Linked DNA regions of Mus musculus: region 1 is linked to region 2. A link is a contact called in public HiChIP or PLAC-seq data. All regions are on one chromosome and are shown on one strand. The core of a region is the stretch at or near the end of the contact, and the rest is flanking DNA. Distances in the headings are between cores, read along the strand shown. Region 1 overlaps Gm40286 (a long non-coding RNA gene). Region 2 holds the start of Evc2 (EvC ciliary complex subunit 2).

The links. HiChIP or PLAC-seq counts read pairs in DNA pulled down with a chosen protein or histone mark.
Region 1: an H3K4me3 HiChIP or PLAC-seq map of embryonic basal ganglia shows a contact between it and region 2, with 3 times the contacts expected there. The contact joins the enhancer-like site here to the promoter of Evc2 in region 2. A contact is called at or near these places in 1 of 39 promoter capture datasets (3T3-L1-derived adipocytes), 10 of 115 datasets of contacts at active chromatin or transcription factors (astrocytes, craniofacial prominence, embryonic basal ganglia and 6 more) and 2 of 9 other capture datasets (embryonic stem cells and pancreatic islet).

The regions. Positions count from the first base shown.
Region 1 is chr5:37,767,446-37,772,106 of GRCm38.p6, forward strand. It overlaps Gm40286 (a long non-coding RNA gene), which reads right to left. Exons shown (of 3, transcript XR_868359.1): 2 at 4,472-4,574. Among named protein-coding and RNA genes, the nearest start is that of Gm40286, 4.4 kb to the right of the region's middle. Within about 2 kb of position 1,821, at least 34 of the 459 cell types and tissues checked have an H3K27ac peak or open chromatin away from gene starts, as enhancers often do. A contact at or near this core is called in embryonic basal ganglia, where this site is marked.
Region 2 is chr5:37,336,403-37,340,845 of GRCm38.p6, forward strand. It overlaps Evc2 (EvC ciliary complex subunit 2), which reads left to right and starts at 2,076. Exons shown (of 20, transcript NM_145920.3): 1 at 2,076-2,325. The coding sequence starts at 2,146. It overlaps Evc (EvC ciliary complex subunit 1), which reads right to left and starts at 479. Exons shown (of 21, transcript NM_021292.2): 1 at 233-479. The coding sequence starts at 391.

The DNA of each region.
Region 1 (4,661 bases), core at 571-3,070, 430 kb after region 2:
CTCCAGTTACACAAAGTTCCCTAAGATGCAACATGATCTGCAATGACAGAAAGTCGATCCGTGGTTGTCTAGAGATGGAAAGGAACTGGGAGGAGAGGGAAGAGCAGAGTGGGGAATCTCATAAAGTTGATCTCATCAAAGTTGAGACTGGAATTAGCAGAGTCTGGGAACAGCGGAAGGAAGAAGGATGGAGAAGTTGGTCAGTGGGTACCATGCCACAGTTAGGAGAAAAATGTTCTGATGTTATAGTATACAGCAAGGTGACTAAAGAAAAAGACCACATGATTTATATTTCCAAAAGGCTAGAACAAAGTATTTTTAATTTACTTCAACCACAAAGAAGTGGTAAATGTTTGAGAATATAAACAAAGGTCTAAGTGTGCAGATGTGCTTGCCCTGACTTGATAATTACATGTATGTGGCTATATTAAATATCACACAGGGGCTGGAGAGATGGCTCCATGGTTAACAGTGCTGGCTATCCTTGCAGAAGACGCAGGTTCAGTTCCCAGGATGCCCTGCTTTGGCTCACAGCCATCTGTAAATCCAATTCCAGAGAACCTAACACCGTCTTCAAGCCTCTGCATTTCATGCGCATAGTGTGGATGTACACAAGGAAGCAAAACACTCATCATAAAATAAACTAAATCTGCATTTTTTGAAGAAGTAAATAAATACTTTTTAAACCATCATATGATAGTAAAATAAATACTTTAAGTACTGTTTAGAATATGCAGAAGAAGCTGACCAGCTTGCTCACTGCCCCGATTGTGATCATTGGCCAAGTTGATGCGTTATGTAACCACTTGACAGTGTGGCCTTGCTTTCTTCCACTCAAATGGATGTGTCCATTGATGCTGACAAACTGAGGAAATGCTCTTCTCCTGGAGCCAGGTTTCTTGCAGAAAAAATAGCTGGATAAGAAGACAGAGTGGGGAATCTTGAAGGGTCACCACAGGAGCTGGTAACGATTCTAGAGGCCAGGGGAAGATGCAAGAGACAACATGGAGACAGGAAATAGGTCGTTGAAGGATGGATATATATGAAATTCATGCCACACTCAACACCAGCCAACTAGCCTTGAAGGGATGAGCCTTCTGCCCCAACCTCTGGATTTCTATAGCTGCCTGTGCACACCTCCACCCCATATGCTTTAACCAGTTTCTGTAAGTGTTGCAGACTTGCTAAAGGCCTGAGGTCCCCTCTGCCTGTTTCCTTCCCCTGGAATGTGGAAGGGGCTGAGCTCTGAGCTATGTTATGGAAGTTATGGAAGAAGGAAGATACAGGAGGATACAGGAATGGTAGGGGAAGATGCAGTTCCAGGGGTGGTGTGAGGCTTCCTCTAGGAACTAGGCTTTCAGATTCGAGCTGTCTCTCACCTGCTGGGGAGGCACCATCAGATAAGATCAATGAGGCTTATAGACTAGGAAATCCCTTACTTTTCTCCACCCTTCCGTTTCTCTGGGGCTTTGTGCCTTTCCGAGAAACAGCATCATATACTCCTCTTCAGGGGGAAGCACAAACACAGTAAATAAACAGTACAGTCCAAGCGAGCTCCTCCTCCCTGCCAATTAGCTGCAGAGAAGCAGGATTTTTTTTTTCCTGGGGGCTGGGGAAGAGATCCTGGCCCCAGTGGCCTCCTAGATTCCTGGGGAGAATGGCTCCAGATTTAGGGAACAGCCCCAGGGGTGTGACTGAGGGAGTCTGGGGGAGAACTGGCCAAATAATCAGGGCATTCACTCGGGGGCTTTGTTTGCTGTTTCAGTGCAAATTAGCAATTAGCAGTGCCTGGCATTGGGCCACCTCCCTTCCAAGGCCAACTGGCAGCACGTGTCGTTTTGTTCTTGGCTGGAGACCCACAGACTGGGTGGCAAGAAATAGGCTCTGTGGAGCCAGGACCAAAAGCATTATGGTCCTTTTTACCTAGCAGTCTGCCCCCACTCGGAGGCATCATGCCCAAGAGATCACCCCAACCGACTGCCTTCATTGTGGACAGAGGATGCACTGTGGAGGGAACTTCTGATCTATAGGGGCCTTCACAGAGGAACCGGAACAAAAGAAAATGCTATGCACAGGCCCTACTACCTTTGAAGGGATGGAGCCAAAACCAAACTCTCCTGCCTCAGAATTCTCATAACCAGAGATACTCATACTGGAGCTGCCTGTGAGCCCTGGAGGACTTCAGATACACAAATTACTTCCTATCATTTGCATTTCTAATGACTTCCTGGGGGTGGGAAACACTGATGCAGTGAACCAACCACACTTAGGTGCCCTGAAACATTCCTCATAGCCAGCGCTGGGGAAGTGAAGAAAGGCAAGTTCTTGGGTCCCGCTAGTTGACTAAGCTTGCCACACTGGTGGGGTCCAGGACAGTGAGAGAACCTGTCTCAAAAAAAAAAAAAAAAAAAAAAAAAACAGCATCCTGAGAAACGATACCTGAGGTTGACTTCTGACCTCTGCATCTACAGACAGGTTTACAAACATAAATACATGCATATCCTCAGGCACATAATGGTAGGACTTCACAAAACCAGGGGGGTGGGGTGGGGGATTGAGTTCTAGGATGAGTCAGCAGATCAGCATGGGGAAAACAAGAGAACCAAGGATCCCAGCGAATCTCTAGACACCAAATAAGACAAAGGAACATGTGTCTTTTGAAATAATGCACTAACTCCTTGTGGAGAGCAGGAGGCACAGAATTAAGCAAACTGAAAGGTCCATTGCTGGTTTCCTGAGAATCCATGAAAAAGAATTGGCCTTACAAACGATGGGGACACGGTCCAGGAACCGTAGCTCTTCCTTCAAGGGGCAACCTGCTCAAGACTGATGAAACTCCAGCCTCCAAGGGTTAGAATAGGTTTGAACTTCAAACCTTTGCTTTTGCTGGGGACAGCCCTGAAGCTAGTAGACACAGCAAATAAATCCATGGGTTTCCCAGTTAAATTTGAGTTTCAGATAAGTGATAGGTATGAATTTAGCCTATTTATGGCCCAATCTGTCTCAGTAATGGTCAGAATACATGAGAATACTGCAGAAAGATGGAATCTGATTGCCTTTTCTAGCATTTCTTCTGTCTTGCCATCACTTCCTACTTCCTGCTCCACTTCCTGTTTGTCAATCACAGCTGTACATGGTGTCCACAATAGCTTTACAGCCAGTACATTTTAGCTTCTCCTGTCCCCTTAAGGCACCCAGTTCAACAGGAATCAATACACTCCCCTCCCTCTCTGTCTGCAGATGCCATCTAAGGACCCTGTTTCTGTCTTCTCAGCCCCCCCACCCCCAGGTGATGAAATCCCAACTGTTCTTGGAAAGTGGAGATTTCAGTCCTTCAGGCCCAGGAATGAATGACAGCAGATATGGAAGAAGACCCTTGTGGGAGGGGAACATCGAGGTACCTTCACTCCATAAACACACACAAGGTGGGGTCCAAATTCCTGGGGCTCACCTAAGCAGAGCAGGAGGAATAGAAGCCACGTGGTCATGTGAGAGCAGCCCCCCAACCGCAGCCCAGCTAGGTAATTAAAAGCATGAGGGTCTAGCCCCCACATCCTGACCCAAGACCAGGCACGGGTTAGAACTGCAGCTTTGTTGCTTGGTTTGACTCATTAATTCAATCCAGACACTGAGTTTTTGAGGAATTATAATGTCCTCAGCACTCGGCCGGGGACCACAGAGGTTGGAAAACTCTTAGAATTTGGACTCACAGACCTGGTTCCCAAGAAGGCCTTAGAATCAGCGAAAAATCAGGCTGAGGGCCAGGCTCTGGCTCTGACCTTGGCTGTAAGGTACCCATCCTGCTCTCCCACTCAGAACAGTAGACCTAGCTGAGCACACACAAGTTGAGAGAGGACCTTCTGTACACAGGAAACACCCTTCCAGGACTCCAGCACACAAAACTCCCAGGGAAATGTGTGCACAGTCTGTGGTGGCAATGGGTGAAAAAGAGAATACTGGGTGATGGAAAATATCTTCTGTCCCTAAGCAAGAGATATGCTTCTGTAATGGTGACCCGGTCTCCTGTACTGTCTGGTTTGGTGTGTCAACTTGACACAAGGTAAATTCATCACGGAGAAGGAAGTCTCAGTTAAGGAAGGACCTCCATGAGATCCAGTTGTAAGGCATTTTCTCAGTTAATTAATGATCAGTGGGAGGCAGCCCATTGTTGTTGGCTGGTGACCCTGGGTTCTATAAGAAAGCAGGTTGAGCAAGCCATGGGGAGTAAGCCAGTAAGCAACACTCCTCCATGGCCCCTGCAGCAGTTCCTATCTCCAGGTTCCAGCCCTGCATGAGTTCCTGTCCTGTTCCTCCAATCTGGAAATTTAAGCCAAAGAAACCCCTTCCTCACCAATTGGCTTTTTGGTCATGGTGTTTTATAGTAGCAATAAAAATCCTAACTATGATTTCTCCTTTCTGTCTCTGTGATAAAATGCTGACCAGAAGCAACTAAGGAGAAGAAAGGGCTTACCTGACTTACCAGCTCAGGCCATGGTCCATCATTGAGAGAAGTCTGGTAGGCATTCAAGCAGGAATGTGGAGGCAAACCCTCTTGCTATTTCATGCAGCATTTCCTGCAATCAGAGAACTTTCTCAGTCAGAGAAGCAATGCAGAATCCATGGAGGAACATACTTTCCAGTTCATAGGAGGGCTCCAGTTT
Region 2 (4,443 bases), core at 826-3,325:
AAGGGCTTTTGGGCGACTATCTTTCTGTGGTCCCCGGGCCAATGCTCTCTGGCTACTCACTCTATCCCTCCTCCTCCTTCCTCAGAAAGCCCTGATGCTCCTGGAGCAAGAGGTTGCACGCAATCGCAATCGCAGTCAGGAGACGCAAAGCTGGGGGTTCAGGGAATGCAGCCCAGGACTCCGCGGGAAGAAGAGGAGGGCGCTCGATCCTCCCGGCTGCGCTGGAACCCACCTGGAGCCGTGCGCGCAAGTGGCTCGCGCGACAGCCAAGCCACAAGCCAAGGCCTAGGCCGAGAACGCCACCCAGTAGCACCGCGGGGACCAGCAGCGTCGGCGCCGCCTGCAGGGCTTCCCGGCCCAGCTGCAGCCGCGCATCTTTAGTGCAGGTCATGGAGGGCTCAGGCGGGTGACCCGCTGCATCCCGCCGCCGGCCAGGTCCGCGCCTCTGTACCCTTTCCCGCTGCACCCGAGCCGAGGGAGGAGCTTGGACCCGCCGCCCCAAACTTTCAGCCTTTCCGGGCCATCCCTACAGTGCACTGAGCATGCGCAGCCGGGGCGCGCCTTTCAGCCCGAGGACCCCACATGCAAGAGCAAAGGAGCACCCCTCCTCCCAGTCTCCGGAGCAAGCTACTCTTTTGTGATCACTGAGCGTTCAGGTTGCCCTGAGTCCTGAGCTGGCGGCCAGATTAACTCCAGCAGCACCTCAAGGTTGCTGTAGCCTGTCCAATCCGATTCCCGCGCCGCTCCTGGGGCAAGTCGTTCTTCCCTCCGGGATGCTCCGCACCCAACTGATTGAACACTTCTTTTAACCCTGCTTTCTCCCCGAGAAAAATTCTTCTTTATGAGCGAATGTTACATTCGGGCCCCTCTAGAATCCTGACGTCTCTTCATTTTATCCTTCATGGTTCCACGTGGGCAGATTGGGAGCCAGTACTTCAGCCTCTTCAAAGAAACTGTCAGGGGAAGTGTCTCATTCAAGATCTGACAGCTCAGAAGAAGATGGCAATGTCTGTCTGCTCACACCTGTGGCTTCAGGTCACACACCTGTTAAGAGGACCTTCCTGTCCTCGGGGTATCCCTGGGAACTGGAACATCTTCCTGGCAATAGCTTCATGCTGCAACGTAGTGTTGGTTGGATGCTCAGGCCTGACTTTAAAAAACGCACAAGGTCAGGTAGTGGCGTACAGCTGTTATCTCCCGGTCACTCAGGCTATTCAGGAGGCAAAGGCAGATCACCTGACTCATCTCAAAAGGGTGGAGGGTGGGGTGAGGGAAAGGATCCATTAAAAATCAACGCTGCTTATGTTTTGCCTCTAAAGTCACTTGTTAATACTGCCTTAACACTGCTCCAGGATGCCTGGCACTTCTCAAGGGTGCAGTACCTGATGTGAGAGGTTTAGTTAAGGACACTAAGGGCTGCAAACTCCTGGTCTTATCCAGGTCAGGTCAAGAAAGGGATGTGTCATTGAAGGTGTGGAGAGGCTGATACAAGGCTCTCCGGCAGCTGCCCAGCAGGACCGTTCACAGAAGACCCTGTCCCTGGATAAGGGACATCTCTAGAGCCCAGAAGGCAGACTACCCCTTCCCCAGCTCCTCCCTCTGGGCACTCAGGGGAGCCCTAACACCCCTTGGGGGAGCTTTCTGCCCCAGCTTACTCATTGGCCAAGTGATGGCTTCATTGTTGCTGGAGAGGCTGGGCAGGTCCAGCAAGATCCCCAGCCCGGATTCAGACAGTGGGTACTCTGCTGAGACTTCCCCCTGCTCCTTTTTCTGTGACCTTTCTAATGCTTCCCTGAGGTTTTTTAACCTCGCTGAGGTGGTCTGAGGAGAGTCGGGTTCAAACAGCGTCTCTGGGAATTCCTAGTGCTAAGACTGGGCTGAGATCTAGAGAGTCAGTGGGCATTAGTAGAGGCCCTTGTCACCCTTGGGGAAGAAGAGTAGCGGGGGTGATTTGGAGTGAGGCACAGCAAGCGAAGGAGCTGCGCAGCTCCCTCCTACGCAGCTTGCGGCCTCCAAACTCCAGATGCCAGCGTTCCAGAAAACTTTCCAGGCGGTTCGCACTGAGCATGCTCCGCGGCGGGGGCGGTCCCGGGGTCCGGAAGCTCCGCGACTCTGCGGGGCCTGTGTGGGGTCTGTAGCCACCAGATGGGGGCGACGGGCCCCACGGGCGCTGGGGGACGAGCCACGTGGGTGCTGGCTGGGAATATCCTGGCCGCTGCCCTGGTACTGGGCTCGGGTCCGCGTGCACTTCCACCATCCTTCCCTGCCCTGGGCCCAGGGTCACCATCTCGGCCCGGCCCAGCAGGACCCTGGGCAAGCTCGCAGGTAAGGAGAGCTGGAGCTTGTGTCTGTCTCCATCCTCTGAAAGAGTCCTGCCCTGTAGGGCACAAGATCAAGTGGAGGGAGAGGCTGAACTTTTTGCTTGGTGGTGCTTCTAGGTGCGTTCTGCACATACTTGTATCAACGGAACTCCAGAATCGGTGAAGCCTCACGCTTGGTAGCCATAGGCTTGTATGGGTTCGGATCCAGATTCGCACCCTAGCATTTCCATGTCTGAGGGCAAATCACTTTTTATGTCTTCCTTTCTCAGGCCACTGGGACCCAAGTCATCTGAAGCCACCGTATGCACATTAGTTAGGTTAGTTAATGTATGTAGGGGTGCTAATATGGTGAGAGAGCTGGGAAGACTGGGTAGCTTTGAACTGGCCTCCAGTCTACTGGCTGCAGTAGGCCACTGGCCCCGTTTGTAGTAGTTCTAGCATTGGAAAAGCACAGGGTTCCCAGTGCCCCATAAGCCCCCCTCTGCAAGTTAGCCCCCAGCCCTCCTGCCTTCTTCTCAGGATTGGCTTACATACGCTCCTCCCTGCATTCTGCTATCTCTTCGGCTTAGCCATCACTTACTTCTGGCTCTTGGCCACCCTTCCACTCGGTTCCACCCACCACTCTTAATTTGTATCTTATCTTCTGCTAGTCAGCCCACCCACCACTCTTAATTTGTATCTTCTGCTGGTCAGCTTTACCTGTCAGCCTGACCCACCCTAGGATGACCTGGGAAGGCTGTCTCAGTGAGGGATTGCTTAGATCACGTTGGACAGGGCCTGGGCTGGAGGAGGAGGGTTATCTCTATGTGGAAGGCCCAGCCCACTGTGGGCAGTGCCATTTCCTGGGCAGGGGGGCTTTGACTTGTGTAAGAGTAGAGAAAGAAAGCTGAGTACTCGGCCTGAAAGCATTTATTGCTCTCTGCTCTGAAATGTGGCTGTGATGTGACCAGCGGCTTTAAGCTCTTGCCCTTTGGCTTACAGGCAGAATGGATTCTAACTTGAAATTACAAGCAAAAATAAACCCCTTTCTCCTGTAAGCGGCTTTTTGTCAGGGTGTCCCATCACAGCAGCAGAAACGAAGTACAGCCTCTCTTAGTCATTCTGACGATCACATCTGTGCTCACCGCTGCCCTGATTCCTGTCACCATGGCCCTGGGAGAAAATGCAGCTTCAGTTCCCAGGAGGGCCCTGGCTAGTGGCATGGCCTGTTGGAATGGACTCTAGTGTTGCCTGCCCACTCATGACCTGTAGACCCAAGGATTATCACAGGGCCACTCTTGTTGCGAAGACTTAGTGCTTTAAGGGTGATTCTGTTTCTTTTCTGTCGCTTGCTGTCTTAGGTTGTCACTGTATAGTCCATGGACTGCACTTTAAGCCCTGTGGTTGGCATTTTCATGGAGTCCTTTCCCTTACTCCTCCTTGGGAGGTGGCATAAGAGTGGCCCATTTGCAGAGGACAAAATCAAGGCCCTTGAAAGCTGCTCTGACCCTTGCTTATCCTCTTGTGTGTCTCCCACGTCCAGAGCCTAAGTCACTGGCTTCAGATTTTTTCGAACATCTTCCCCCTTTGGGAAGCGCAACGTTCTGATAGACACTTGCTGTTGTCAAGATCAGGTGTCGACTCTGGAGTCTGGAGGAGTGTAACTGTTTTAAAGTAGGTTTTGGGAAGTCCTCAAGGCCATCCAGAACCAGAGCACTTCACTGTCATGGGTCCCTCTGTCCTTGTTGGAGCCTGGACTGAACACCAGTGTCCAGGGGCCTTGGTGCTCCAACTGATTATGTTGCTTGAGTCCTGTTCATAGAGTCAGCACATCTTCACCAATCTGGGGTGTTATAGACAGCCTTGTGAGCTGGGCCCTGGATATTCCTGCCTTGGCCACATATCTCTGTGAGGCACGGGTCTAGTCACAGCCTCTTGGGCCTCAGTTCTGAACAGGGATAGAAAGACTCTCTACTGAAGGTACTAATCAGATGCTCCATCTCTGGTTGTCCAAGCCTTCACTGGCCCCTTTCTCTGCTTCCTTTCCTCATTATGTACATCTAAGAGTCATGTTCTGTATGTGGGGTTGGAGAGATAAATTCCCAATTGCCTGTTGATTAAGTAAGCACTTTGAGAGTTCTCT